Regions from separate parts of the Mus musculus genome. Here region 2 is linked to region 1. Evidence: chromatin contacts called from public HiChIP or PLAC-seq data. All regions are on one chromosome and are shown on one strand. Each heading gives the region's core, a stretch centred on a gene start, on an enhancer-like site or on the middle of the called end of the contact. The rest is flanking DNA. Distances are from core to core; before and after follow the strand shown.

Evidence for each region. HiChIP or PLAC-seq counts read pairs in DNA pulled down with a chosen protein or histone mark.
Region 2: a contact with region 1 is called in a CTCF HiChIP or PLAC-seq map of CD8 T cells, with 6 read pairs. The contact joins two enhancer-like sites. A contact is called at or near these places in 2 of 15 datasets of contacts at CTCF or cohesin (CD8 T cells and the NIH/3T3 cell line), 10 of 484 Hi-C or Micro-C datasets (CD4 T cells, CD8 T cells, the G1E-ER4 cell line and 7 more), 10 of 115 datasets of contacts at active chromatin or transcription factors (the 230-238 cell line, CD8 T cells, the HPC-7 cell line and 6 more) and 1 of 9 other capture datasets (bone marrow-derived macrophages).

What each region holds. Positions count from the first base shown.
Region 1 is chr6:146,683,507-146,690,527 of GRCm38.p6, reverse strand. No RefSeq gene overlaps it. Among named protein-coding and RNA genes, the nearest start is that of 4930479D17Rik, 30 kb to the right of the region's middle. Within about 2 kb of position 4,342, at least 127 of the 459 cell types and tissues checked have an H3K27ac peak or open chromatin away from gene starts, as enhancers often do. A contact at or near this core is called in CD8 T cells, the G1E-ER4 cell line, the HPC-7 cell line and 2 more, where this site is marked.
Region 2 is chr6:146,750,493-146,757,866 of GRCm38.p6, reverse strand. All of the region lies in intron 1 of Stk38l (serine/threonine kinase 38 like), which reads right to left. Among named protein-coding and RNA genes, the nearest start is that of Stk38l, 29 kb to the right of the region's middle. Within about 2 kb of position 6,011, at least 96 of the 459 cell types and tissues checked have an H3K27ac peak or open chromatin away from gene starts, as enhancers often do. A contact at or near this core is called in CD8 T cells, the G1E-ER4 cell line, the HPC-7 cell line and 2 more, where this site is marked.

The DNA.
Region 1 (7,021 bases), core at 3,093-5,592:
TTCCACTTTACTTCTGATAGACTGTCTTGAATTTCGTTAGAAAGTTCAAGGCCAGGCGTACCTTGTAAAGCTATTTTCCACTTTACTTCTGATAGACTGTCTTGAATTTCCTTAGAAAGTTCAAGACCAGACTTACCTTGTAAAGCTGTACTCACTGGTACTTCTGTTTCCCAGCTGAAAAGTTCTGAATTCATGCAGTTGAATCCTTCTCAACAGTCTGTTTTACGGGAACCTTTATTACCGTGACCCGCAGTTCTGGTTCTGGAATGAGGGATCTTCCTTGCGCCGGTCCCGAGTTTTCTTGTATTTTTTCGTCCCGGATTTTTTCTCGTCCCGGGTTTCGGCACCAACTGTTATACGCGTTCTCACGACCGGCCAGGAAAGAACACAACAAACCAGAATCTTCTGCGGCAAAACTTTATTGCTTACATCTTCAGGAGCAGGAGCGCAAAACCCCAAACCCCAAAAACGAAAGCCCCCTTCTTACATCTTTAAGAGCCAGAGCGCCAGCGTGCCAGAGTGAAAGCGCAAGAAGCGCAAGTAAGAGAGCTATTGTTTACATCTTTTAGAGCAAGCGCGCCAGAGCGCAAGCAAGAGAGGAGAATGGCGGAAACCCCGTCCCCTTTAAGGAGGAGTTATCCTTCGCTTAGGACGCATCACTCCCTGATTGGCTGCAGCCCATGGCCGAGCTGACGTCACGGGAAAGGCAGAGTACAAGTAGTGGTAAAATACCCTTGGCACATGCGCAGATTATTTGTTTACCACTTAGAACACAGGATGTCAGCGCCATCTTGTGACGGCGAATGTGGGGGCGGCTCCCAACACCTGGGCTGACTACAGTTTATTTTCTCTAATCTTTAATGGAAGGGAGTCTCTGTTTAGTCTCTTAGAAATAAGTGAAATGTCTTATGAAAAGATATATAGCTAAGTGTAGTGATTCACATCTATAACCCCAATCTCGAAAGTGAGAAGAAGGAACATGAGTTCAAACCCAGCCTGCGCTGTATGAGATCCTGTCCAAAAAAATAAACAAACAGAACACCAAAACAAATAGACATACTATAAAAATTATTAAAACTAATTGGTTACAGTAAAATACATGTTAGAGTTCAAAGGAACATTAGGCTTAAAACAATAAACACTTGGGACGTTAAACACAAGAGCTTGCAGCTCATCAGGCAAGAGGAAATAGCAGGTCTGTCTCAGCGGGCTCTAGCTGGCTTCCAGAAAGCCCCCAATTCAGGAACATAAGCCAAGCACTATTGTCCCCTCACATGCCCGTATATCTAACCATAGCAGGTTGACTTATGGGTAAGGACAGATTATAAAAAGTTTCCTCCTCTTCTAGGAAGGAGACCACCCCATACCATCCCACAGGCAAGAAACTAGCTATGATATACCCAGAAAAACACAGCTGTATCTTGGTAGTTGTGGTAGGAGTTAGTTCCCCATAAACAAAAAGACAGGGTCATGTGTTCATTTGCATTCTTAACTGCAGGCCGGTCATAGGAACGTGAGAACAAAGGCAACACATGTAATTAATGCCAGCAGTCTCAGCTAAGGTCAGCTGACAGACCAAGCCTAGGCGAAAAGAGAACGAATAGGCAGAGCAACTATGATGCCTGTTCAGTGTCCTGAGTGGGCAGTGTGTGACCATCTCCCCAGCCAGGTCTGGGGGACATGCACAGAGCATGTGAGGCTCATTGGCTTGATCTGTACCCAGAAATAAACCAAACTCAATGGAAATGACCTTAGTTCTTGTCCAGTTTCTGCCATAATTCCTGTAAAAATTCCCAAGGCATACGGACTGGTAGCTTTTCTCTCTTGGGACCCAAGCCTTTGGAGCCCTTTTCACTTTGTAACAAGCCTACTTTTCAATCCCTCGCCCCTGTCTTTGTTCAGCCTGATCTTATTGAAGGCATCTTCTGAACCAATTCTCCTTCTCCAATGACTCTAGCTTGTGTCAAGGTAAGCGAAAACTATCCAGCATACGTCTACCTTGTTTCTGATACAGGTATCTCATGGATCCCAGTATCTCAAGCTGGTCTGAGGCTGGCCTGGAACTCTTGACTCTGCTGAGTCCAACTCCATGTCCTGGGATGGCATGTGTGTGCCACCACAACGTGTTTGTGCAGTGTTGGGGACTGAACCCAGGGCTTTCTAGATGACAGGCAAGCACTGTGCCGAGTAAGGAGCATTCCCACCACCACAGATTTTTTTTTTTAAAATCCCACACTTTCAGTGAAACACAATAGAGCTACACAGCCACACTGTGTGCAAATCCCCATGTCCACAGTGACGGAAGGAAGCTGACTCACTGTACCCATGTGCTTATCACCTGATCTCCTAACGCTCCCCTGTTCATTTTAGTCGTCCTGGTCACCAGTTGACAATATCCTCCTGCCAATATCTTGAATACTTTGCTTCACTGCTCCTTTCTCACCTGCAAGTGAACAAGAGAGTCGCACCCTTGCGGACAGAGACACCATCACTTGATAGTCACCAATTTGTCTTGGATTCTATTCCCACAAAGGCAGAGCCTGAGGCAAGGGAGAGAGAGAGAGAGAGAGAGAGAGAGAGAGAGAGAGAGAGAGAGAGAGAGAGAGAGAGACTATTCTGTCATGACCAAGATCTCCTTTCCATATCTTCTTTTTAAATAGACATTTGCTATTTTGTGTAATAGACATTTGCTATTTTGTGTATGTGTGCACACTTACACACATGTGTGTTCTGTGGTGTGCACGTGAAAGTCAGAGGACAGCTTGCAGAAGTCAGTTCTCTCATTCTCTGGGTTCCGGGGATTGAACTTTTGTCAGGCTTAGTAGCAACCACCTTCATTCATTGAGCCATCCTCTCTCTCTCCCTGGGTGCTGGGAAGATAGGCAGAAACAACCACACAGGCTTCTGTGCCTTTGTGGTACTGTAGTAGAGTCTTCTGTCTCCAGCCCTCCTGCTTCCTCTCCCTCTTTGCTTTCCTTATTTTCTTGCCTCTCCCCTGTTTACTCTTGTGCTTGTGATGATTCAAATCCACTGAGCCATTGTGCTAGCTTCCTTATTTGCATACGTTTTGAATTTTTATCTCTATCAGATCCTGGGAGAAGGAATGTAAGTGGTATTTAGTTTGGGCTTGTAGGTGTTGAACACAGTACCTTCTCTTAGAAGTCACTCCTAGCCGGGCAGTGGTGGCACATGCCTTTAGTCCCAGCACTTGGGAGGCAAGTGGATTTCTGAGTTCAAGGCCAGCCTGGTCTACAGAGTGAGTTCCAGGACAGCCAGGGACAAAAAAAAAAAAAAAAAAAAAAAAAAAAAAAAAAAAAGTCACTCCTAATGTTGGGGGAAAGCGAGGAAGGAAAAACAGAGTTGGACTTAGCCTGGATTCAGGATAGCTCCCCTGTAGTTCCTAGGGCTCCTCTGTGGATTTTTATCATGTCTGTGGTACCAGACACAGGCTAGCAGTAGGAATATGAGGCTAATCTCACATAACCACCACCTTGTCTGTGGCAGGAGGAACCTCTTCCATCTACTTCCTTTTTTGGAAATATGTCCAATCAAGCCACACGGCCAGTCACCCTCCCGCCTGTCTGACACAGGGCTGAGTCTGTCTTACATCAGTGGCAGACATCAGTTCTGTGTGTGCACCAGGGAGCCTTGCTGACCTCAGCCCTTCAGGTGCTCAGCTGCTTATTAACACTAATTTTTTTGTTTGTTGCTTTTCTTTGCTTTGTTTTGAGACAGGATCTTGCTGTATAGCCCTGGCTGGCATCAAACCTATGACTCCTCTCCTTCATACTTCCAGTGGTGGTATCAAAGACATGCGCCTCACAGCATGCCCCTCACAGCCATGCACCTCACAGCATGTACCTCACAGCCACGCCCCTCAGAGCCACACACCTCACAGCCATGCCCCTCACAGCCATGCACCTGTGGAAGAAGAAAATGAAAGGAGAAGAAAAGAAAAAGATGAGTAATGGAAAAATGAAAGAAACTGATAGATCACCCCACATATGTTCAGGGTTATAGACTTCCTACTGAGTGTGTGCATGTATGTCTGGCACAGAAAGAAAACATCATAAACTGTTGGGAGAAGAAATAACAGGGTGTTTGTCTGGTAGGGATCCGTGTTGTTATAAGTTCTAATCAGAGCAGAAGCCATATTTGAGTTTCCTTAAATAGGTTGATTAAAGTCTCTGAAAGAGGAATGTCAGCTCAGACTCTCTGCGGCAGTGTTGAGTGTCTGTCACCGGGGAACAATGACTTCATCTCCAAGCCGAAACGTACTTATCAGCTGCAGTTTGTTAAGTGTGTACATTCACTGTGGGGTGAGGTCATGCTGTCAGCAGCGGTGCAGGAACAGTCCACCAGGGGATTTCTTTTCACTGGAGGAGGCGAACAGCGTGAGTGGAGGCAATGCCTGGGTGCCTTTGCCTTGAAAACGTGGAGACTGGAAGTAGTTTCCTGTCCACTCGGCAGAGGGCGCGCCGGTCTCCCATCTCGTTAAACTTGGTGGTGAAGCCCAATGCTTGCGGGGAGCTCACACAGAATGGAAGGGCTCAGGCTCCTTGTCTTGCTCACTGGAATTTCCTCGACACTCAGATAGTGTCTGGCGCATGCCGGGCTCTTGGCTAACCATTGTTGCACAAATAGGCAATACTTAGATCATGAGCACAGACGAAAAAAACAGATAAATATGTGTGTGTTTGCCAATAAGCCCAGGGCATTCTGGGTAACAGTGGCACCACTCAGACTTAGTCACAAAGGCTGTCTCGTCCCATTGCAAAATGAAATGAACGGAAGAGAAAAATTGGGAGTCAGAAAAATAGGGACTGAGGGCCAACCCAAGGAGTTTTAAAACCTCATGGTCTTGGGCTAACTTGGGCTTGGCTTGGGCCCTCTGGAAGGCATTGTGCAACAGAGGAGTCCTGTGCTTCAATAGTCTCAAAGCTAGGCTGATGGGAAGCAGCTGAGCCTAGAAGAGTGCCACCAGCTAGAAGAAGAACAAGGAGAATATTTGATCTTCTGACAAGGGGGACAGGGCAAGAATTAAACAGAGTGGGGAGGGTTTCAATGCCAGCCAAGAGCTAATGTGTGGACTCACAGAACTCAGACCAAATCAGACTTTCTGGGATAACTGGGGAAAGCTGTGTCCTGTGGGTCTGTGTGGATGCCCAAGACTTTGAGTCCCTGCTGGCAGGTCTGTTCCAAGGACCACCAACTAGGGAAGGGCAGATAGTGTGTATAGGCCTTAAGGCAGAGCTAGTCTATTTTGGAGTCACCATTTGAAGGCCGAGCCCCTCACTGTGGAGAGACAAGGCACAGCGAGAGCGGCTGTAACTGGTAGCAAGGTCATGAAACAGCTGGGCAGCTGTGTCCACAGTCACAAAGCAGAGACATGATGCTGGTTCATTGCCCACTTTCTGCTACCCTCCAGTCCGGGACCCCAGACTTTGGGATGGTGCTTCCCACTCAAAACGATCAGGGTGGATCGTTATCTCAAACACTCCCACAGACAAATCCAGAAGTGTCTTCCCATGGGGATTCTAAGATCCACCAAGTTACCAGTCTAGGTTGACTGTCACACATGGTTACTTTCATTCTTCAGGGAAGACTTATGGCTCGTCCAGCTACTACAATGACATTGTTTCTTGCTGATGTACGATGCCAGGACTGTTTTAACACTAAATGGATCGACTAATACTATATCTCTAGCAGAGACTTGGTATGTCATAGGGACATAGTCTGAACTAGAGCTTCCCTGTGGAAGAGTTTGGGGAAGCAGAAATGAACTCTACAACTGGCTGGGCAGGGCCCTCTCAGGATTCTCACCTCCTCTGCCTCTTCCTTTCGATGGGAAGAGCAGGAATTATGGATAAGGAAGGATGATGGCAGTTGTAACCCACCACACTAAGGTTAGGTCTGACTGTTCCTTTGAGAGTTTACTAAGAAATACCCCTTTGAAGGCCGGGCAGCAGAGGTTCCTCCTCCTTGCTCTTCATGTTGAGGTCGGGTCTTATGTAGCCCATGCTGTCCTCAAATTCAAGTCTTCACTTGAACAGCTGATCCTCCTGCCTCTGTCTCCGAGGGTGAGATAAGCTGGGCCACCACTCCCACAGATCACGATGTGTCTTCATGTCAGTGTTTACTGTTAAAGAAGGAGGGCTAATAGGACTGTGTAAGATTCAGAAGAGGAAGAGCAAGCTGTAGGAAAGAAAAAGAAAGGAAAGATAGAAATGTTTGACTTCTTACAATTTGGGCCAGGACTGAGTTTGGGTCTGTTGCTTCCAGTTACTGCCACACTCTGACCAGTGACTTTCCTCTGCTCTTCCAAGCAGCAACAGCCAAGCACTGCCTCAGAGGACTTTCCAGGACAGAGACCCCACCCACTTCATGCCTCTTTGTCCTGACCTGACTCCTGAATCACATGAGGGCAGGTTCTATCCTGCAGCCCAAGCTAATCCCCTCTGCCCTGTTCCCCAACCCCACCACCAAGAGCGTTGTCAGGTCCCAAAGAAACTCCCAGCACTGCTCGCCCCGCCCCTACCCTAAACCTCTCCTGGCCAGGGGCTTTGCTTCCCTTCCCTGGGCTTCTGACTTCTATGTAATTCAGCCATTTTTGGCTTTGGCTACCCGCCTTGCACTCCTAGGATCCTCTTGGCCCCTCTCCCCTCTTTCTTCTCATCCTCTCTCATCTTTCATGGCCTTATCTGGTCTGAACCTTTCGAATGCCTCTGACTACACTCTCCCTCATACCTACAATAAAGTCTTTCTCCTCAACCATACCTAGGAGCAGCCATGCCCTCTTTTACATTCAGACACCAAATAAGAAACCTCTGTGTGTGTGTGTGTGTGTGTGTGTGTGTGTGTGTGTGTGTGTGTGTGTGTGTATAAATTAATGACAAGAGCTCTACAAATAGAATGTCTGCAGAACTAAGTCTTACCGGATGGGAACTTGTAAATGGTTCTAAGAAATAACAAAGAACACAAACTGCTTGTGGAAAGGTCAGTAACTGTCATCGCCACCCCA
Region 2 (7,374 bases), core at 4,762-7,261, 66 kb before region 1:
TACTGAGACAGCACAGATGTAGCATAAATTTCCAGACTCTGAGGCACATTTCATTTTCAAATGAAGTTTAAATGCCTGGATAGTATATATCCACTCAGAGGCAAGCAAATGCCAAGTTTGAGGAATTACTTATTAGAGACCTTAGGAAAACAAGGAATTGGTGAAATAGCCATTTCACAAGGACAGCTTTACAGGCCACTATGGTACTGTTTCTGAAACACCTGCCTACTATAGGCTTTAATAAGCCAAAAAGACGAGAGTAGCGTATACATTAAAGGAGTTTTAATACCTAGAAGGGGGTCCTAACAGACCATTCTGGACAACAGAAAGAGCTTGCTAGGTGAACATCCCACGTTCCCACAGCCAGCAAACCTTCCACCACCCACCACTTCAAACACAGGAAGACATGGGGCTCTGCCTGCAGACCTGAGCATAGCTGGAGGCCAGGATATTGAAGAAACAAAGAACTCCTGTTCAACAAGCACAGATTGGAAATGTGTAATTTAACTGTGGTGAACTTTTGTTTCCCTTGTCTCATGAACTTAAGCAGACAGTGTACTACATTAGCCTCAAACCCAGTACAAAGCTATTCTTTGACTGGTTAACTCTCCATAATGAGAGGCTTGACCCTAGCCCTTGTTTAAATCCTTTCATGACTTCCCCTGCACATACCACATCAAATTAGCTTATAAAGTGTAGCTGGTCGATTCCAGAGATGGGCATCTCAGGATAACTGTTTTATTCACTGATGGAGGACTTACAACAGCAGCTCTCACCTCATCCTTAGAACAGGGAACTAGAGCTTGGGGCAGCTCAGACAGCAATGGGAGACAGGACTGAACTCCAACTTGCTTTTGAGCATTACCCACGGCTTCCCTCGTGCTGACAATCCCTCACATGACTTCCCTTAAACCACATCGATGTGCAGGAATCTTCTGATCCTCTGTGGCTCTAGCCTGCCCCTAACCTTCTCTATGACAAGACACTGCTCATTCTTGGTGGGTGGCCTATGAATCTGCACATCTCACACTGGTGTGTATCACTGCCAAACATTTCACACTGCTCTAAATTACAACTTCTCTAGGCACTGTCTCCCCAACTCCCCTTTGAACATTCACCACCATAACATACCTGACACAGAGCAAACAGTAATGAACGATGGAGACCACTTTATAAGTGAGAACATCAGGAAGAGATAAAGTTGGAAAAGAAGAAGGTTCTCTGACCCTTGAGATCATGACATCTGACCCCAGCCACCTTTTCCCCAGAGGCGACTGCAATGTGTACTCTGCTGATTTCCCAGGCCTTTCTGAGGCCATGTGAGGTTAATGCATGGGAAATCCATGGAAAGTCAGGGTTGCTCATACCAAGTTAAGGTACCTCTGTAAGCACTGTAGTACATACCTTTATTTAAAAATAATCTGCTGCATGATCGACTAACAGTATTCCTTTAAAAGATAATAATGAGGAGGAAGAAGAGGAAGAAGAGGAGGAGAAGGAGGAGTGCCTCAAGAACTGTCATGGCCACAGACCTGTAAAAACTTCACTGCTTTAACTAAACACTATACAAAACTATTTTTTCCAACATAATATTTTTATTGGTTATTAGAGAATTTCACATAAAGCACTCGTCTTACTTCCCAGTCCTCCCAGATCCACCCTCACCCTTATGATCCCCCAACAAAAAACCACAAGTCTAATTTGTGTTGTCCATATAGTCACTGGAACATGGTCAAACTTTCAGTGTCCAACACCTTAAAGAAAATTGAGTCCTTCCCCACTCACACCCATCAGAAGCCATCAATTATGAAAAGCTACACTTCAGTATTCCTATCACAACTTTTAAGAGTTCTCTTCAACAGTTTCATGTCTGGACTGTTATTTTTTGTTGGACCCCATTTTGGCCCTGGTTTGGGCCTTGAGGACAAGCCCAAGCCTGACTTGAGTTTTGAGACTGTCTCAGTCACTTTTGTATTGGGGTGACTCAGCAAGAACTATTTGGCTCTGCCTCTGCCCCGCTGTTGCTGATGTAGAGCTTTGCCATTGGCCCTATCAGTCACTCCATCACCCTTCCCCGCCTCTTACAGCATCTTACCCCACCAAAAATCCCCCTCCCTATGTTCCGAACTTCTATAAGCAAGAGCTGATGCCATAAAGTTGAGTTCCTGCTTTGACAGACTCACGGCCCTGGGTGTGTTTCTTTTGGGCCATTGACACTTGCCATCCCACTGAGCCCCGGAGAGATCCTGGCAGGACCAGGACCTCTTACCTGGACCTGCCAGCAAGGAGTCGGCAACTTTTTTTCCCTTTTTAGGGAGGAGGGGTAGGCACTGTCACAGAAGCCTTCTATGGTTCTCTTTCTCAACTGTGAATCTACAGTCATAGATACCACTGCAAAAGCAGCTTTCTCGCTCTTTACAGTTAGTGAGAACATGGCTTACAGTTTCTGGTGATAGCATGGACCACAGACATCCACATGGCCTCTGGCATCAGCACAGACCACAGGTCTCATCATGGTTTCTGGTGGCAGTGCAGACCATAGCTATCAACACTGCCCTCTGTCACAGCATGAACCACAGAAACTATCATGGTCCTTGGTGATAGCAGGGGCCATGAACCACAGAAACTATCGTGGCCCTTGGTGGCAGCAAAGCCCATGGAAATCAACATGGCCTCTGGGGCACTGGCCATGGACATCACTATGGTAGCAGTGTACCCATGGAGATCAACATGGCTTCAGGTGGCAGCACAGAACATGGACATCCATATGGCCTTTGTTATCAGCATATGTAAACCTTAGCATAGTCTCTGATGACAGCTCAGACCACAGACATCAAATAAAACCCCACAATCCCAGAGTTCAAATTCTGTTTTGAGATCATATATGGAAATGGCAAAAGTAGGGAAAGAGAAACAGCTATCACATAGCCAGCATATCCCAAATCATGTCTGCTGTCAGGATTTGAAGGAGAAAGAATAGACCAGAATCAAAGCTTTCCAGTAAATTTAAGAAATCTAGATTACAGGTAAGAAAGTTGCTCAGGGCAGAACTTGCCAGCTTCCTTATGTCAGCATGTGCTCACCCTCAATAGCAACAGGCACACCATCTGCATGAGTATCCTAGAGAGCTTCTTCAAGACACATGATGTCCAGGTTCACAGACCGTCAAAGCTTAAGGAAGCAAGTGTCAGCTACTTTTCTCAATAAACACTACTCTGGGGGCAAGGGTCTTTAAAAGCTCCAACCAAGTACAATTCCTAAGGATTCAGGACACTTTCTGTGCCTCTTCTTTTGGCAACAAGCAAACAAACAGGAAAATGTCCAGAAGATAGGTGGCTGAGAAGATAACACCCAAAGGGAAAACCAGGCAAGAGAAAACGGTACTACTCCAGGCCAACACAAACCTTTCACAAAGCTAAGGAAGAAACAAGCTTTTCATAAAGGCTCTTTAATAAAAAACACAAAGTGACACAGATCATAGAGTTACATGACTTGTAAGTAATGCCTGCATGAATCAGAAAGAAAGATGGAGAAGGGAAAGGAAAGAGGAAGGTGGAGGAGACACAGCCTTGGAGGGAGCAGGCGAGCTGCAACCGGGAGGTGCAGAATATACTCCTGCTCAGTTTGATGACGTGTGAAATCTAGTCTCCAATCCATTTCTGAACTACTCTATCCTACCCAAGCTTACAGGAGACTGGTATACAGAAAGAACAGCAGTGTGCTGACTTACACAGCAAGAGGTGAACAAAGGAGGAACAGGACCTGCATTTGTCACAACTCACTCCATTCCTGCAAGGGACAGACTGCTGTCAGGAAACCAGGTTGATGTGGAGAGAACAATGGAAACATTCAGTGACTTTAGGATGGAGGGGCATGGCCAAAGATTGATGAATGCCTGTCTCCCTGGGGCCCCAGACACTGCCAAGTGCTGGAGGAGAGGACACACTAACTTCCAAAGCTGAATAAAATTCCTTCTGGGAGCAGGTCTGTGGGCCAGAGGAGAAAGAAAAATGGCTGGTAAAAATCTTTGAAGATGTTTTGTGTTACACAAACATGTGTGGGAATGTAAAACAATTCTCAAGCCCTGGAGCATGACTGCATTGAAAATATAGACAAACACGGTCCTGAGATACACATTGTAAATCTGGATCTATATATAGAATAAGCAGACAAGGTCTCTTTCCTCCCCCAGAAGATGATGTAATAAACTTTACTCCAAAACCAAAAACAGATGTTGATGAAAATCTATTCTTAGGTACTTTATAACTGTCATTAGCATATTCGTTACATTCTTGTTAGACACACCTGAAAGTTCATATGGCTTGATTGAAAACCAGGTCAAAGCAAATGCTATCCATCATCACCTCTGTAACCAATGCATGCAGCACTAGATAGGGATCCTGCATGCCATGCAAACAATCTACTCGGATATAATGAAGTTCAGTCTGTGCCTATGCCCCATATATAATCATTTCATAGGTTCAAAGCTACAAAACACCTGGTGCAATGTTTGCCTTCAAAAGGAAAACTTCCTCCTAAGATGCATGCACAGTAAAGCTGGGTCCCCAGGTCTCAGTGATTAGCTTTAACAACGAAGAACTTTTTGTTCTAACCAGATACAGACTGTCTTTATATATTTTTAATTATATAAAAACTAACAAGTGTTCAAAGTTCAAAGAATGATCTGGATAATCAGTTGTTTTACACTGTAAGCCCACATCTTTAACTGACTCAACACTGGCTTTTGTCTTTTATTAAAGCTCTTTTTCTAGCCAGAAAAAAAGAAAGGATACAATCTGTAAGCCTAGAATTCCCCGATTGAGAAACATAATGCTAGTGTTCTTTAATTTCTTATTCATTTAAACAAGTGATCCCCAATTCATCAGAGAAATATTACCAACAGTGAAGTACAGCACTTGTTAGCTGAGCTGGTGGGATTCACACACAGATACAGACACACACACACACTCACACACATGCATGCATATCTATAAATAGAAATGTGTCCCCATTACCAGCAAACTTCAAAGGCAGAAAGCTTTTCAATTTCATCTCAGTATCTTTGATGCTACTTGTAATGCCCAGCAGTGTGAAGTCTCTTAATCCATCCTGACTTGTGGTACCGATGCCTGAGGCTGCAGGTCCTCAGACTGCAGCCCCAGATGCTGGGTCCCTAATGAAGAGTGCCAGTCACTGCCTCTTTTCATAGGCATATATGAGGAAGCCAGAAAGCCAGTAGGCTCAAGTTCAACACTATATATTTAAAAACTCAAAATATAATATGTATGTAGATGTCGTATGAAACTTTTTAACACTAAATCTGTAAACAAGGACCTTAATAAGGACAATAAACAAAAAAGGATAGAAATGTTCAATGTTACTCGCCAATCAAAGCACAGAGATACCACAGGATACAGGATGCTCTTTGCAGTGGAGGAGAGTGCTCCTTCAGATGTTGGCAGTGAGGCAGAGACAGGGAGTCAACCTGTACCATGCCACAGAGCCAGTGCCCTGTACCACAGTGGACCTGGATTTTGTCCTATGAACCAAAAAATTATGACAAGAGTGTGTCATGGAACAAAACTAAAGATGAGGAGGATGACTACTGAGGAAAACCCCAGTGAGTTCTTCAGCATAGCTTAGACTTCCTTTCAGGGAAGCAGGATTTTACAGGTAGCTGCAAAACTGCATTATTTAAGGGGCTCAAATTATCACTGTCTTTTTAAGTGCCTTTCCTGCCCATGACTCAAAGGCTTAAAGTCACAAACCAGGGCAGCACAAGCCCGAGCTCAACTACCTTCAAACAGTATTTATGGTAAGGGAAACATGAAGAGAAGAGAAACAAAAGAATGTTCTAGATTTGAGGAGGAGCCTGCTCCCTTTGTGTCCTCTATATTCCAAGGAAGCGTAGACAGACCAGATGCAGGTACTGTGCCAACAGTGAGGGCTTGGTGTGATGTGAGAACCACCAATGAGTGAACTGGCAGGGAAAGGGCTGAGTGGTGAGAGGTGGTGTGACATCCTGGTGAGGGGAGGAGCCAGCTGGGGAAGCAGTCTGGACAAGTGGTAAAGCTTGCATGTCTGGGGATACTTGCTGTTTACTTTCCTAAAAGTGAACTTCTAATAGGAATAGACTACACATGCATTTCTCTTTCTCTTTCTCTTTCTCTCTCTCTCTCTCTCTCTCTCTCTCTCTCTCTCTCTCTCTCTCTCTCACACACACACACACACACATACACACACACACACACACACACACACACACACACACACACACACACGTCATTCATATTCAGAGAGTGGGCATGAATTTGTGTGTGCACACATTTGTGCATGTATATGTGTGTATGTTGCGGAGGAGTCCTTTTCAACTAAACTCAAAAGTGATAAAACTACCTGAACAATTCTGAACTACAAGTAATACTTTATGGAAGCAAGAAATTAGCACCAAAATTAAACCACAGTATAGTCAAGAGTATAACTTAAAACCTAAATAGCCATGAGTGATTTTTACTAATTTTGAGTCATTTTAACTCTCCCAAGAGACTTTTTTGGTCATCACAAGTGACCAAAGAAACTGCTCCCAGCTAAAAACAGACACATGTGACTTCTGACTGGCACTGTCCTGAGCATACGGACCACTCAATTCCAGCTACTCTGACATGATCCAGAAGGTACCTGTCCCAACACATCAGAACACAAAAAATTTTAAGACTTAAAAAAATGCTAAGGAGCTCTTCAACTGACTTCTGACCACTTTATTACTGAACCCTGAACATTGCAGCAATTTAGTGATTCATGGTCTTCAGAATATAACCTAGATTTTTTAGGGAAAAAAAAAATCACATACACACACAATAAGAAAAAAAAATGTAGGGTGAAATTTTAAAAACTGTGTCCTGGCTGTCATCAAGGAAACCTTCCATACAACATAAGAACTCAGGAAACTCTCCATTAAAGCAACATTGGCATTTAAAGCCATGCACAATTTTCTAAAGTCAACTACAGGTAACACTATGGAAAATACAGCTGAACACAGGGTAAGACCTTCCAAAGGCAATTTTGCTTACAGAAAGCTGATACTTAAGTGACGTGAGGATTTTCTTATCTGTTGTTAAGTGACGGGGTCATTCCCCCATTCCCCTCACTGTATGGAAGTGAAGCACAGACATGGGGAGAACAAGCTAAGTGGTCCACAGACAAGAGGTGGTGCAACAGGCTATGTAGTAGCCTATAGCGAAGCTCCCACTGCGGCTGGTAAATTCACAGGGCAATGGCAATCCCAGGACACTGCACCACCCTGCAGAGCAGCTCAGTGCCAGCACTGACTGAGGACTAGCCCATAGACTCTGTCGTCTCAGTCTACTCTAACAT